Linked DNA regions of Mus musculus: region 2 is linked to region 1. A link is a contact called in public HiChIP or PLAC-seq data. All regions are on one chromosome and are shown on one strand. Each heading gives the region's core, a stretch centred on a gene start, on an enhancer-like site or on the middle of the called end of the contact. The rest is flanking DNA. Distances are from core to core; before and after follow the strand shown.

Region 1 (5,837 bases), core at 1,243-3,742:
CATCATACCATCCCTCGGGTCCCAGACCGACCTCAGTTTCCCCAGGCTGCCTTCTGGGATCTACCCCAGATAGTGTAACGCCTCCCTTGCTGCCACCCTGCTCGTTCTATCCCTGCTCCCACATATGGCCGTCAGTGGTTTGTATGTGGGTCGCTCTGTTGTCTGGGAGATCCACAAGAGTAGGGCCGTGTCTAGTTTTCTCTGGGTCTAAGGAAGAGAAGAATCCTTGTCCTACATCCTCATTTGCAAACCATCAGTGCTAGCATTCTGTCTAAACTCCACCCCGCAGCAGCCAGGTATGCTCCTCCCCACAGTTACCTGGCAACAGCCAGGTAGGCCTGACCTACTATAAAAGGGGCTGCTTGCCCCCTCCTCCCTCACTTGTTCTCTTGCTTCCCTCTTGGGCTCTTCCCTTCCTCCTTCCCTTCCCCCCTCTCTCCACGTGGTCATGGCCAGCCTCTACTTCTCTACTCTCTTCTCTCTACCTTTCTCTGCCTCTACTATCCTCTTAACTCCCCTCCCCATGCCCTGAATAAACTCTATACTATACTGTCATGTGGCTGGTCCCTTAGGGGGAAGGGATGCCTAGGCATGGGGCTGCTAAGACACCCCTTTCCCCATATCTGGCTAGACCCTCCCCCCATAGAACATACTCCCTTTCTCTTTCTCTTTTTTATAAACACATCAGTCAGGATGTAAGGCTTTGGGTTGGACATCTTCTGGACACTGGGCTGCTAGATTATCCCCTTCATAGCATATTGGGAGACTTTAGGAAGTCACGAGGAGCTGGAGAGATGGCTCAGTGGTTAAGAGCACTGGCTGCTTGCTCTTCCAGAGGTCCTGAGTTCAATTCCCAGCAACCACATGGTGGCTCACAACCATCTGTAATGGGATCTGATGCCCTCTTCTGGTGTGCCTGAAGACAGCTACAGTGTACTCATATAAATGAAATAAATAAATCTTTAAAAAAAAAAACCCAAAAAGAACAAAGAAAGAAAGAAAGTCATGAGACCCTTGCTGAGCTGGCATCTGGCAGCTATGAGCCTTCCCTGTGCTGGACCAGGCTGCAGCACCCTATCTGCACTGAGATCACATTCCAGCCCTGCTGTGCCCAAGCGCCTTCCTCAATCATCTCCCCCTTCATCTCTCCCATCCTTCTCGCTGGCTGCTTCTCAGGCTGGCCATAGCATGCTTCTGCTCTGCCTCTGCCAGGGTGAAGCTTATCCATCACAGTCTCAGTAGATACTGAGACGACTCATGCCATCCCCAGGTGGCAGGCTGGCCCTGCCAATGCCCAGCAGTGAACTGAATCAGCCTGCAGTTGCTAATGTCACTTTCACCTTGGTGAGTCATGGAGTTTTGGCATCTGGAACCCTAAGGACCAATAGTACCTTTTTCTCCCTATCTTTCTAGCCCCTGTCTGCGTCTTGGACCTTGGCAGGTCAGGCTGACAGTCCCCAGGAAGATCCCAGCCTCTGCCCCGTCCTCTGGTGCCTATAGGCAACTCACCCATGCAATGGCCATTGTCCTGCTGGGAGAATCCTTGGCCGCACTGCAAGGTGGGCAGAAGCAGAGACACTTGTGAGTTGAGAGGCCTCATCTCAGTTCCCTCCTAGTCACAGTAACAGAGTAGCTGTCACCCTGATTGCAGCTTGAGAGGTGCTTTTAGCCTGGGCCTGAGGGGAGCCCCTCCCTCTTATTCTAGCCTTGAGCTAAGAATGGAGAGAGATGGTGTGGGTGGGGGAAGGCAGAACAGTTATAATCCACACTCTCCCTGTACTAGAGAACTATGTACCTCAGATAGACCTGAAAGTGGACTAGAGCTGACCTCTAAAAAGCCTCCAGAATTCTGGTGTATGGTCTGAGCCTCTTCCAAGGACAAGAGGAGGCCTCTTCAGGTATTCAGAAAATACCGAAAGTAGGAATCAGTTCTCAACACAGTGCACAACAACCTTAGCTGGCTTTGGCTTCATTCTCTGGGCCTCTGGTTTCCTCGTCTGTAAAATGGGTGCACAACCCATGGCGACATCATCTGAAGCCTGCCCTTTGCTGAGACCATCTCTATTACTCTTTGATTCTAGAGGGCAAGTCTACAGATTTACCCCTAGGATCATGGGTGATGCTTGCTTTTTGTTTTGTTTTGTTTTGTTTTGTTTTTTTGACTATGCGGCCCAGAGGCTTTGGCCCACCTCTAGTGGGGCTGTGTTCTGAAGTTTGTCCTCATCCTGGGGGTAGAGGATCTCCAACACCGAGTTCATCTCCTCGCTGGCCACACTTCGGCTCACCATCTTGCCATCTGGCCACGTCACCTCCACACTGCTGGCTTCATCCCGTCCTGTGGGAGGAAGGAGAAGGGTCAGGAGCATGAGAGAGAGGGCCTCTTGGAGTAACTATGGTAACAAAGGTTGTAACTGACGACACACTCTCCTAAGGGCCGTGGGAACGATTTAGAAGCTCCTCTTTGGGGCCATACTGTCCAATCGACCATTCTTTAGTGATGGAAAAGCCCAGTGTCTGCCTTGTTCAGTGCACTAGCCCCTGGCCGCGGTGCAGGATGAGAGTTACTGAATTTAGCATTTTACTTAATTTAAATTAATTTACATCTCAACAGCTACATGATGCATTCTAGGCAACAGAACAGGCATGAGGAGGTTGAATTTGGGGAGCTGTGTGGCTCAGAGAGAAGCAGGTTGACTTCAGAGCCAGGGGTTCACATCTTGGCTCTGTCACTTGCTTGGTATGCTGAAAGAACATGACCAGAGCAGGTGGCTGGGAGTCCTGGGGACAAATCCTAGCTCTCCAGCCAACTCGTGTGACCTTCCGAGCTCGCTCACATTTCTATTTCTGGAGCCCTGCTAGAGCCACACCCCTTCCTGTGACTGGAATGTCTCCTCATGGGTTTCCCTGTCCATCTGGGAGGTGGGCAAACAGACAAATAAAGAAATAAATCATGGTGTCTATTGACACGCTTTGTGAAGAAAGGACAAGGAGTCATTCAGGGCTGGCCAGATCCTGTTCAGTAGTCAAGGTCAAACTCCTGGGGAGGAGGCACTTGAACTGAGCTGTAAGTAAAGCTTACAGGAAAGATGGGGATTGAGGGCACCTAAGGAAGGCCACTGCAGATCCGAGCCATTTACAAAAGATACCTGTGGGGGCTGGAGAGATGGCTCAGTGGTTAAGAGCACTGACTGCTGTTCCGATGGTCCTGAGTTCAATTCCCAGCAACCACATGGTGGCTCACAACCATCCATAATGGGATCTGACTCCCTCTTCTGGTGTGTCTGAAGTCAGCTACAGTGTACTTATGTATAATAATAAATAAATCTTTAGACCGGAACAAGCAGGGACTGAGCGAGTGGAGTTGACTGGAGCGAGCAGGGCCGAGTGGAGAGAGTGGGGTTGATCAGAGAGAGCAGAGGTCCTAAAAATTCAATTCCCAACAACCACATGAGGGCTCATAACCATCTGTACAGCTACAGTGTGCTCACATACATAAAATTAAAAAAATCTTAAAACAACAACAAAGACAAACAGAAGATACTTGTAAAGCTCAGACACTGTCCCTTGTGAATCCATCACACACATCCCTACAGCAGCATGCTATAGCAACACATCAGGAAACAGGTTGGGAAGGTTGGTCCAGTGTTTAGGCATTTCTAACGTCCGCTCAGCTCCTGCATCAGGAAGTGGGCTAGCCCTGTGGCAAGGTCTGGCTAATGGTGATGACTTAGGGGTTGATCAGCAGCACCTGCCAGCCTTTCTCAGGTTGTAAGGGAAGGCAGGCAGTGCCCAGTACATCGCTGGAAGAGTGCAGGGACAGTCATGGGAAAGGCTCAGAGGACATCCCCGCTCCTCCCACAGATCCCTGGGGCAGGGTGAGGCTTGGACAGCTCACCTGTCTGTTCCAGGTTTTGCTTCATCTAGATCAGAGGTTCTCAACGTTTCCAGTGCTGCACCCCTTGAATACAGTTCCTCATGTGGTGGTTACCCCCAAACATAAAATTATTTTCTGTGCTACTTCATAACTGTAGTTTTCTTACTTATCATGAATTGTAACAGAAATATATGTGAGAGGGTCCTTCAACTCTAGAGGGGTCTGGAACCACAGGTTAAGAACCCCCTATCTAGTCCGAGGCAGCCTCTCAGCAGGCCAATTGCTATCCCCACAACTCCCAGATCCGGGTTGGGAAAGGACCAGAAGAAGGCCAAGTATAATTCTTCTGTTTTAAAACAGAATCGTGAGGCAACATGAAATCTGGCATTTTTTAGGGCGTGCACGTGCCCAAATTAAGTGGCACATTTGAAAAGCAAACATTTTCCGTTTAAAAAAAAAAAAGGAGACAAAAGCAAGTGTTTCTCACCTAAGCCAACGGAACAGCTCCATGAATACATTTTACAGCCTGACTGAAGCCACAAATAACTCAAAAGAGTTGAGGAATATTCATAGACTCAAATTTGCAGCCCCCAGCGGGGCATGTGGCGCTGGACCAGGGTCTCTCCCTACGCACCAGGGAGGGGCTGTTAGGTAAGTAAGCAAGCCATCCTTTTCCAGCCTTGGTTTATTTGTCTGAAACTTGAAGGTGCTGGCTGGCTCACAGCCCCTCCGCCCTGGGCAGCACAGCCTCTCACCCTTGGATCATGAAGACACAACTTCCACTGACCATGTATCACCCTTGGCATTCTGGTCAGTTCTTAGACAGGTCTTAGACTGACAGCATGCTCAGACCAGACCTGACGCCTCACGGTGTCAACAGACCTTCATACATCTTCATCTTAGAGACTAGAACACTGAGACTTGGAGAGGCCAGGGACACTACCCAGTCACCCACCCAAGGCCTGTGTGACCCCAGAGATCCACCCTTGTTATACTGCCCCTACCCAGTGACCATATCATAATATTAAATATCGAGTAGGTATCTAGGATTCAGCCTTGAACAGAAAGGACCCAGGCAACCTGGAGGATTCGGGTGGCTGTGGGGAAAAACAATCACAATGTTATCATAACAAGTGAGGGAGGTGTTGGGACAGGGTTGGTGAGAACAGCAGGCCAGTCCATTCGGTCAGAGACAGAGAAGAAAGGTGTTCTAAGGTTGGGAGCTGCTTGGTAAGGACACTGGTGTGGAAGAGCAAGTTGTGTCTGAAGATGTAGAAGTTTAAAGTCGGGGGAGGCAGAGTGGAAGGATATTATTAGGTGGGATGTGGGGGGCAGGAACCGAGGGAGGAACTTTGAAGCTTGGTGTTTTGTGTCCACTTTCTGAATGTAGACACCTAGGCTTGGCAAGGCGGGAAGTGACTTGGGAATGCCTGAGCCAGGGCTGGAACCCAGGCTCTGTCCTGGGACAGGCAGATAGATCCTCAACCTTAGGCTGCTGTTCAGGCATCTCCAGTGTTCTGAAGCTGGAGGACCTGGCTCCTGGCCTCCAAGGCAGCCACTCTGCTGGGCTTATGTGCAGGGAGGGGTCTGCCTAGGGGACACTATTACCCAGCAGAGACATAGGTCAGGAACAGCAGGGAGTTGCCTCTGGCAGCTTTGAAAGGACAAAGGCCAGGGAGCCACATGGAATTGTGCTCTTCGGAATTACAAGCAAAACAGATGGTGGGAATACAGTCGGTGGAATATTTTTGCACTTTAATAAAGGCATTTTTATGTGGGCCACTGAATTTTCCTTCCCTAAATGAGCACCAGCCGGTTTGGAGGCAGCTTTGAGGCACTTACAAACAATTAGCTGAAGGGAAGGTGTGGTAGAAGGGGGGTGGGGTGGGGTGGTATCAGTGCGTGGGGTTGGGAGAACTTGAGTGGGTGACCACAGTCGGGGCATACAGGGGCCAAGCGGGTT
Region 2 (5,837 bases), core at 1,022-3,521, 460 kb after region 1:
GTGGTAAGTTTATGCGATGACCTATGCCATGCAGTGCCTCTCAGGCTTTCTAATGCCGTGGCTCTAATGCAGCTCCTCGTGTTGTGGTGAACAACCGTAAAATTATTTTTGTTGCTACTTTATAACTGTAATTTTGCTGTTATGAATCATAATGTAAATATCTGATATGCAGGATAGCTGATATCTGACCCCTGTGAAAGGGTCATTCGACCCTCAAAGGAGTCACAACCCACAGGTTGGGAGACTCGATGTGGTTTTATTTTTAAAATGTTAGAAAAATTTCATGAGAGTTAAAAAAAATGCCGTTGGGCCTGTCCTTGGTGTGAACCCGCAGTTGGAGGAACCATTCTCTGAATATAGACATAAACTCAAGGCAGGCAGCCCAGGCTTCACCTGGCTTGACCCCCAGAGAGGCATCTAACAACCAGTGGCTGCTTTGAAGTTCTCCATTTGTAAGGCAGAGAGTAATATGCATGTAATATATATATAATATACATACATATTCATATATAATGTGGAACCTTGTGGTACTGAGGGAGGAGACTTAGCAGTGTCTAAGAAACACTCAGCCCGCTGCAAGGCTGCATCAAACGTGGTGGCTATCGGCTTTTCATTGGTGGCTCATCAGTCTTGGAAAACTTGTCAAGTTTCCTTGGCAACTGGTCTCAGTTCAGCCATGAATGAATGACAAGGAGATTTTAAGTGACAAAGAACAAAACCCCCAAAGTCCAGTCCCCAAGTCCTGACTGACTCTCCTGTGGCTTCAGGTGACCTGTCCCTTTCTGCTGCAGGATCTGCTAATCCCCAGCCCTCAGGGGGATGCCCACCCAGCAGGAGCCCACTGAGCCTGGGCCCTTCTGCCATCGTCTTCACACAGTGGAGTGTTGAGTGGATGTTTTCAATGGGAAAAGAAAAAAAAAACCAACTTGGTATTTAAATCAAGAGTTGCATATATTTGATTTGTAAAAACTGTGTGAGACATATCTTTATTTTAGTATCGATAATAAAAAAAACCAAGTCTGTGTATAATAAACACTCACTCATGCGTGCACAAATTGGAGAGGGTGGTTCTCAGTAGACACAAGAAGAAGCCAAACCAGGCCAGCATTTATTTAAAGCTGTGTGATGCGTCTCACAAAAAAATGTGAACCTGCTATCATCTATGTAAAAGCCCAGCTGGGAATAAAAGCCTTCAGGTCCCAAAAGTGTGACCCGGAAGGCCCTGGTGTGGAGTGCAGCCTGGCCCTAGGCTATGCCTTAACCTAGTACTTGAGGCTGAGAGTCAGCAAGATGTTGCAGGACCACCACTGTAGCAGGTATCTATGTCTGAGGGAAGCCATGGGAGATGACACCCTTTGTGGATGCATTAGGGTGTCTGGGAACCCCTCAACCACCTTTTCTCTTTATGAAACAACTCTGGCTTCCTTTTCCAATGGATGATCGCAGAAGTGAGATTGGCTCTCATTTGTCTACAGTCCGGAGGTCTTTGCTTCCTGCATAAGGTCCCGGGAGGAACTCACTCATTTTGCGGGAGATACAGGGAAACTCCTGCGTTTATTTAGTCACTCATTATCATTCTAGAGAGAAAGGTTTAAACCCAGAAGGCAAGAGCCGTTCTAGTCCACACAGCACACCAGGGTGGAATTAGAACCCAGGGATCCTGATTCCCAGGCCAGGGAGGACTTCCATCCCAGGTCCTGCTCACTGGAACTCCCGGCCAGGTCGTGCCCATAGGAGAGGCAGCAGCAAGGCTCCTTGGAGGCCCCTCCAAGGCCGGTGGGCAGAACGCTGCCTTCCTTCCCTGAGCTCTGGCTCTGCCCTCTTTGGTTTTACCTGCTCCTATCACCACGGCATCGTACTCGGGCTTCAGGCGCCCGTTGGCTCCCGACTGAGCTCGTTTCCAAGTAGGGCAGGGAGAGGAGTGCAAGGCCCTGATGAGACCTCGGCCGCCGGCAGCCATTTCTGCCCCCAGCAATTTGCTTGCACAGTCAGCTTTCCAGAGGCCCAGGCAAGGGGAGGGGCTGGGAGTTACAGTTCAGTGTCAGCCTTGGCCTTGGGCCACCGTTTCCCAGGGTCCGAGCTTCTGCGGCTCTGAGTTTGCGCAAGCCAGCCTAGAGGAGGGGGCATGTAGGCTAAGAACTGGCAGAGTCTGAGTAGCTTCGAGGAGTCAAGCGAGTAGGTGGCAGAGTCTGAGTAGCCTCCAGGAGTCAAGCGAGTAGGGACCAAAGAGAGAACAATTTAACTAGGTTCTCCCAGGCCCGGTAGTGGGCTAAGGGAGAAGAGGAGCCAACGCAGAGGCCCCGCCTTCCTCTTGCCTCCCTTTTCTGTACCGGCAGAAGCCTGGGGGCGGGGCCGAGATCCTAAGCTGTGGGATGGGCGCTGTCAACTCAGACTTTACTCCTGCTTGTCTGGTAGTCAGGGACCTTGCAAGGTGACCACTGCTCCTTGTTGCGGGATCCTCCCCAGTCATCTTTCAGTGCCTTTGGACGACAGAAAAGGCCACCCACGTCTCCAAGAGCTGTGTGTGTGTTCTCTCACGCACACTCCAGTGAGGCTAGTCTTGCTGGGAGGAAGGATATGGACAGTTTGGGCACCTTTCCAGTTTTCCAAAGTTTCTCAAAGATTTGGGCTCACACCTGTAGATTACCTCAACTAGTATGAGTCCATACATACAATCCCTGTGCCCTATCTTGAACAGAGAGGACCGGTCCACTCCTCAGGAGTCACTCCTCTACAGGAGAAAGGCATTGGAAGTGGCGAGCTGCAATCATGAAACGGGCAGCCTTGTGTGGCAGTTTGGACAAGAGAAAGACAGATGGGGGCGGAGCCGTAGCTAGGTCATAACTTTGGCCAGCTTCCAAGATGGCTGGCTTCCTCCTTACCCTCCTGACCTGGGACAAAAGCCTGACGAGGTTTTTCTTGGCTAGTAGCGCTGTTTTTTTAAAAACTGGGTATGCTGCAGCAGAGGGGTGCTTTAGCAGGCCCATGCTGAGGCGTTCCTCTGAGGTGTCAGCCATAGGACAGGCCTAGTATAGAAGGAAGTTTATCTGAGACCCGGGAAGGGGGTGTGGGGAAAGGAGTAGAGGAAGAGAAAGAAAGGGGACAGAGAAGGACAGAAAGAGAGAGGAGCAAGAAGGGCAGTGGCCAGCAAGAACACGTGGAGAGGAAAAAGATGGGGTGGGGAGGGGAGGGGAGGAGAGATAGAGGGAGGGAGAGAACAAGGGGAGGGGGATGAGAACGGGGAGGGGGAGAGGGAAAGAGAAAAGAGGAAGAGGAGGAGGAGGAGGAAGGGAGGGGGAGGGAGGGAAGGAGGGAGGGAGGAGGCAGAGAAGCAGAAGCAGCAGCCCAAACAGTCCTTATGTGCCTGGCTCCTGGCTCACACCTAGCCCTTGCTAGGTAACTGTTAGGAGAAGCCTACAGGAAATGCTAACAAGTAGACTTGCCTGCCCAGGGACCAGATGACAAGTTCAAGGCCAGCCCAGGCCTTGCTTACCCCACTCTTAAAAGCCCTGGCCCTTTGGGTTCCAGGGCACCTCCTTTGCTGTGCAGACGGCCTTTTCTCTGTGTGTACCCTGCTGGGGTGTATTTCTTCACCCCTAATAAAAGCCTCTCCAGTGTTTCTGTCTGCTGCTGGTTGCTATGTTTGAGAATTTATTTCTCTGGCTCTCAAGATTTTTTTCCTTCCCTTTGAAGTCTTTAACTGCCAGAGAAAATGAACTGGATCAAGACCCCCTAGACGGTAATAGGAACCTGTGTCAGAAATGATTCAAACCCAGAAGGCATGGCAAAGATGGCTGAGTAAGAGGGCCTCTGAGAATCCCTCGACCCTCAGCATGGGCAGCACTCCGCACACGAGGAAGGTTTACACTGTCCAAGAATCTCTCCTAAAACCCCGAGTCCAAAGCCTCTACCTCCACACTCATGCAATCAATTAGAAATCGATGTATTTAATAAACAGCTGCATCTGCACTCAGTAAGCAGACACCTGTTCTGTCTTTGTTCACTCAGCAGGTACAATAACGAGTTCAATGGTATTTGAATAGTTTGTGGTGTAAGACACACAGAGATTAAAGTAGAGGGGATTTGAGGGCTCTAAGAAAATGCTATAAGTCTGCAGATATTGCTATCTCCAGGGGTTGCTGGAATATACTCCACAGATACCCAGGGATGATAGTAAAGTGGGGGGTATGGGTTAAACTAGATACCTCATACCATGTGGCTTCTAAGACTTAAGAGAAAACTTTTATAGTTTTAAAGCGGGTATCCTAGTGGGGCTGGGAGATAGCTCAGTTAGTCAGGTGCTTGCCACACAGTCATGACAACATAAAAAACAACCCATTGAGTGGTGGCTCTCATGCACCTTAGTGCTAGGAGTCAGGGGAGGGAGCCAGGTAGGCTCTGGGGCTTGCTGGTAAGCCAGGCTAGCTTAGCTTTAGACCAAGTGAAAGACCATCTCAAAAACACAAGGTGGATGGCATCTGGAGAACTCCTATAGCCGACCTCTGGTCTCAAGCGCATATGTGCAACACCCTCTTCCCAATAAAATGGGCATCCTAAAGAGTGGTAGGTAGAAGGCAGATATGTACACACACAAATACATACACACATACATGATATTTTTTTTCCCAAATCATGGTATTTAGGAGGCAAGGGAATCTCAGTGGCACAGGAAAGGCCAGGGACAGGCTTGAATAATGACAAGAATCAACATTTATTGAGCACCCGAGCACATCCAGCAATCCTCCTGACCACCCTGAAAGGTAGGTGTTGTCAGTTCAATTTGTGAGGAAACTGGATCCACTCAGTTGCAAGGGAGCAGGAGCCAAGCTGGAATGGCGCCAGCCAGAGGGAGTACCTTCTGATTGGGGTAGGGAGCAGCTACCCTATGCAGAATGGCAGGAAGTGGGTGGCTTCAGACAGCCTGAGCACTAAGACGTTCTTCTGCTCTCCCGGGCACCCAGAAGGGCAGCTTCCCAGAGCAGCTGCTGCCACCTCTGACCACACAGTTCTGGGGGCCACAGAATCATGGCATCCCTGCCCTTCAGAGAAGGCTTGCTCCTCAGCCTTTGTGGAGGAGTCCACAGTGGGGTATGAGAGAAGGCACTGGAAGAAGCCTGCAAGCAAGACGGCCTAGGGCAGGGTCACCCGGGAGGCCTCCCCCAGGCGCCGGGCCAGCTGGCTGGCCTGCTGCACCAGCAGGTCCGTGGGGATGACGGACAGATGCAGCGTGAGCAGCTCATAGCACCTGACGGGCTCCGAGGGGTGGCTCTTGCTGTAGTAGCGCAGAAGTTTCCTGCAGGAGACGGGACAGGACTCAGGCAGGGCTAGGGGTCTTCCTGGCCACAGAAGTCTCCAAATGTCCACCCCACAGTTCTCACAGAATGGCCCAGGGTGTGGCACTACCTAATGTCCCTAAGCTCCAGCTCAACACCAGGACACAGTCCCTCTCTTGGGGGCTATCTTTGGACAGTGTTCTAGCTGACAGAGGGTGTGTGTGTGGTGTGTGTATGTGTGTGTGTGTGTGTGTGTGTGTGTGTGTCCGTCCTACTGAAGTCTTCCCACGCAGCCAAGACCGTGCTGCAGCAGGAGAGCAGGGCGTGTTTCGAATGCTTCTTCTCTTCCTGTGGGATTCCCACCAGGTTTCTATCCTATCAAGGTAGCTGCTCTCTCTTAGAAAGGCTATTGCCCATGGGAGCTTGAGGCCTTGCCACCAACACCTGGGGCACATGTGGCTCCGGGGCCAGTCAGTGTCACCTGTAGTAGTCACCTCCCAGCACGCCAATGGGGACGGAGTCATCCGAGAGGACAGGCACCTCAATCATCTGCAGTTTGTATCC

Evidence for each region. HiChIP or PLAC-seq counts read pairs in DNA pulled down with a chosen protein or histone mark.
Region 2: an H3K27ac HiChIP or PLAC-seq map of embryonic stem cells shows a contact between it and region 1, with 4 times the contacts expected there. The contact joins the promoter of Pyroxd2 here to the enhancer-like site in region 1. A contact is called at or near these places in 4 of 39 promoter capture datasets (the 3T3-L1 cell line, the C10 cell line, embryonic stem cells and 1 more) and 7 of 115 datasets of contacts at active chromatin or transcription factors (acute myeloid leukemia, astrocytes, cardiomyocytes and 3 more).

What each region holds. Positions count from the first base shown.
Region 1 is chr19:42,285,664-42,291,500 of GRCm38.p6, forward strand. Crtac1 (cartilage acidic protein 1) reads right to left here. Exons shown (of 15, transcript NM_145123.5): 12 at 2,190-2,335; 13 at 1,510-1,552. All of the region lies in intron 1 of Gm34347 (a long non-coding RNA gene), which reads left to right. Among named protein-coding and RNA genes, the nearest start is that of Mir3085, 8.4 kb to the left of the region's middle. Within about 2 kb of position 2,493, at least 8 of the 459 cell types and tissues checked have an H3K27ac peak or open chromatin away from gene starts, as enhancers often do. A contact at or near this core is called in embryonic stem cells, where this site is marked.
Region 2 is chr19:42,750,504-42,756,340 of GRCm38.p6, forward strand. It overlaps Pyroxd2 (pyridine nucleotide-disulphide oxidoreductase domain 2), which reads right to left and starts at 2,272. Exons shown (of 16, transcript NM_029011.2): 1 at 1,834-2,272. The coding sequence starts at 1,960. Hps1 (HPS1, biogenesis of lysosomal organelles complex 3 subunit 1) reads right to left here. Exons shown (of 20, transcript NM_019424.3): 19 at 5,755-5,837; 20 at 4,687-5,293. The coding sequence ends at 5,131. Gm19437 (a long non-coding RNA gene) reads left to right here. Exons shown (of 4, transcript XR_386719.3): 3 at 1-3; 4 at 792-933.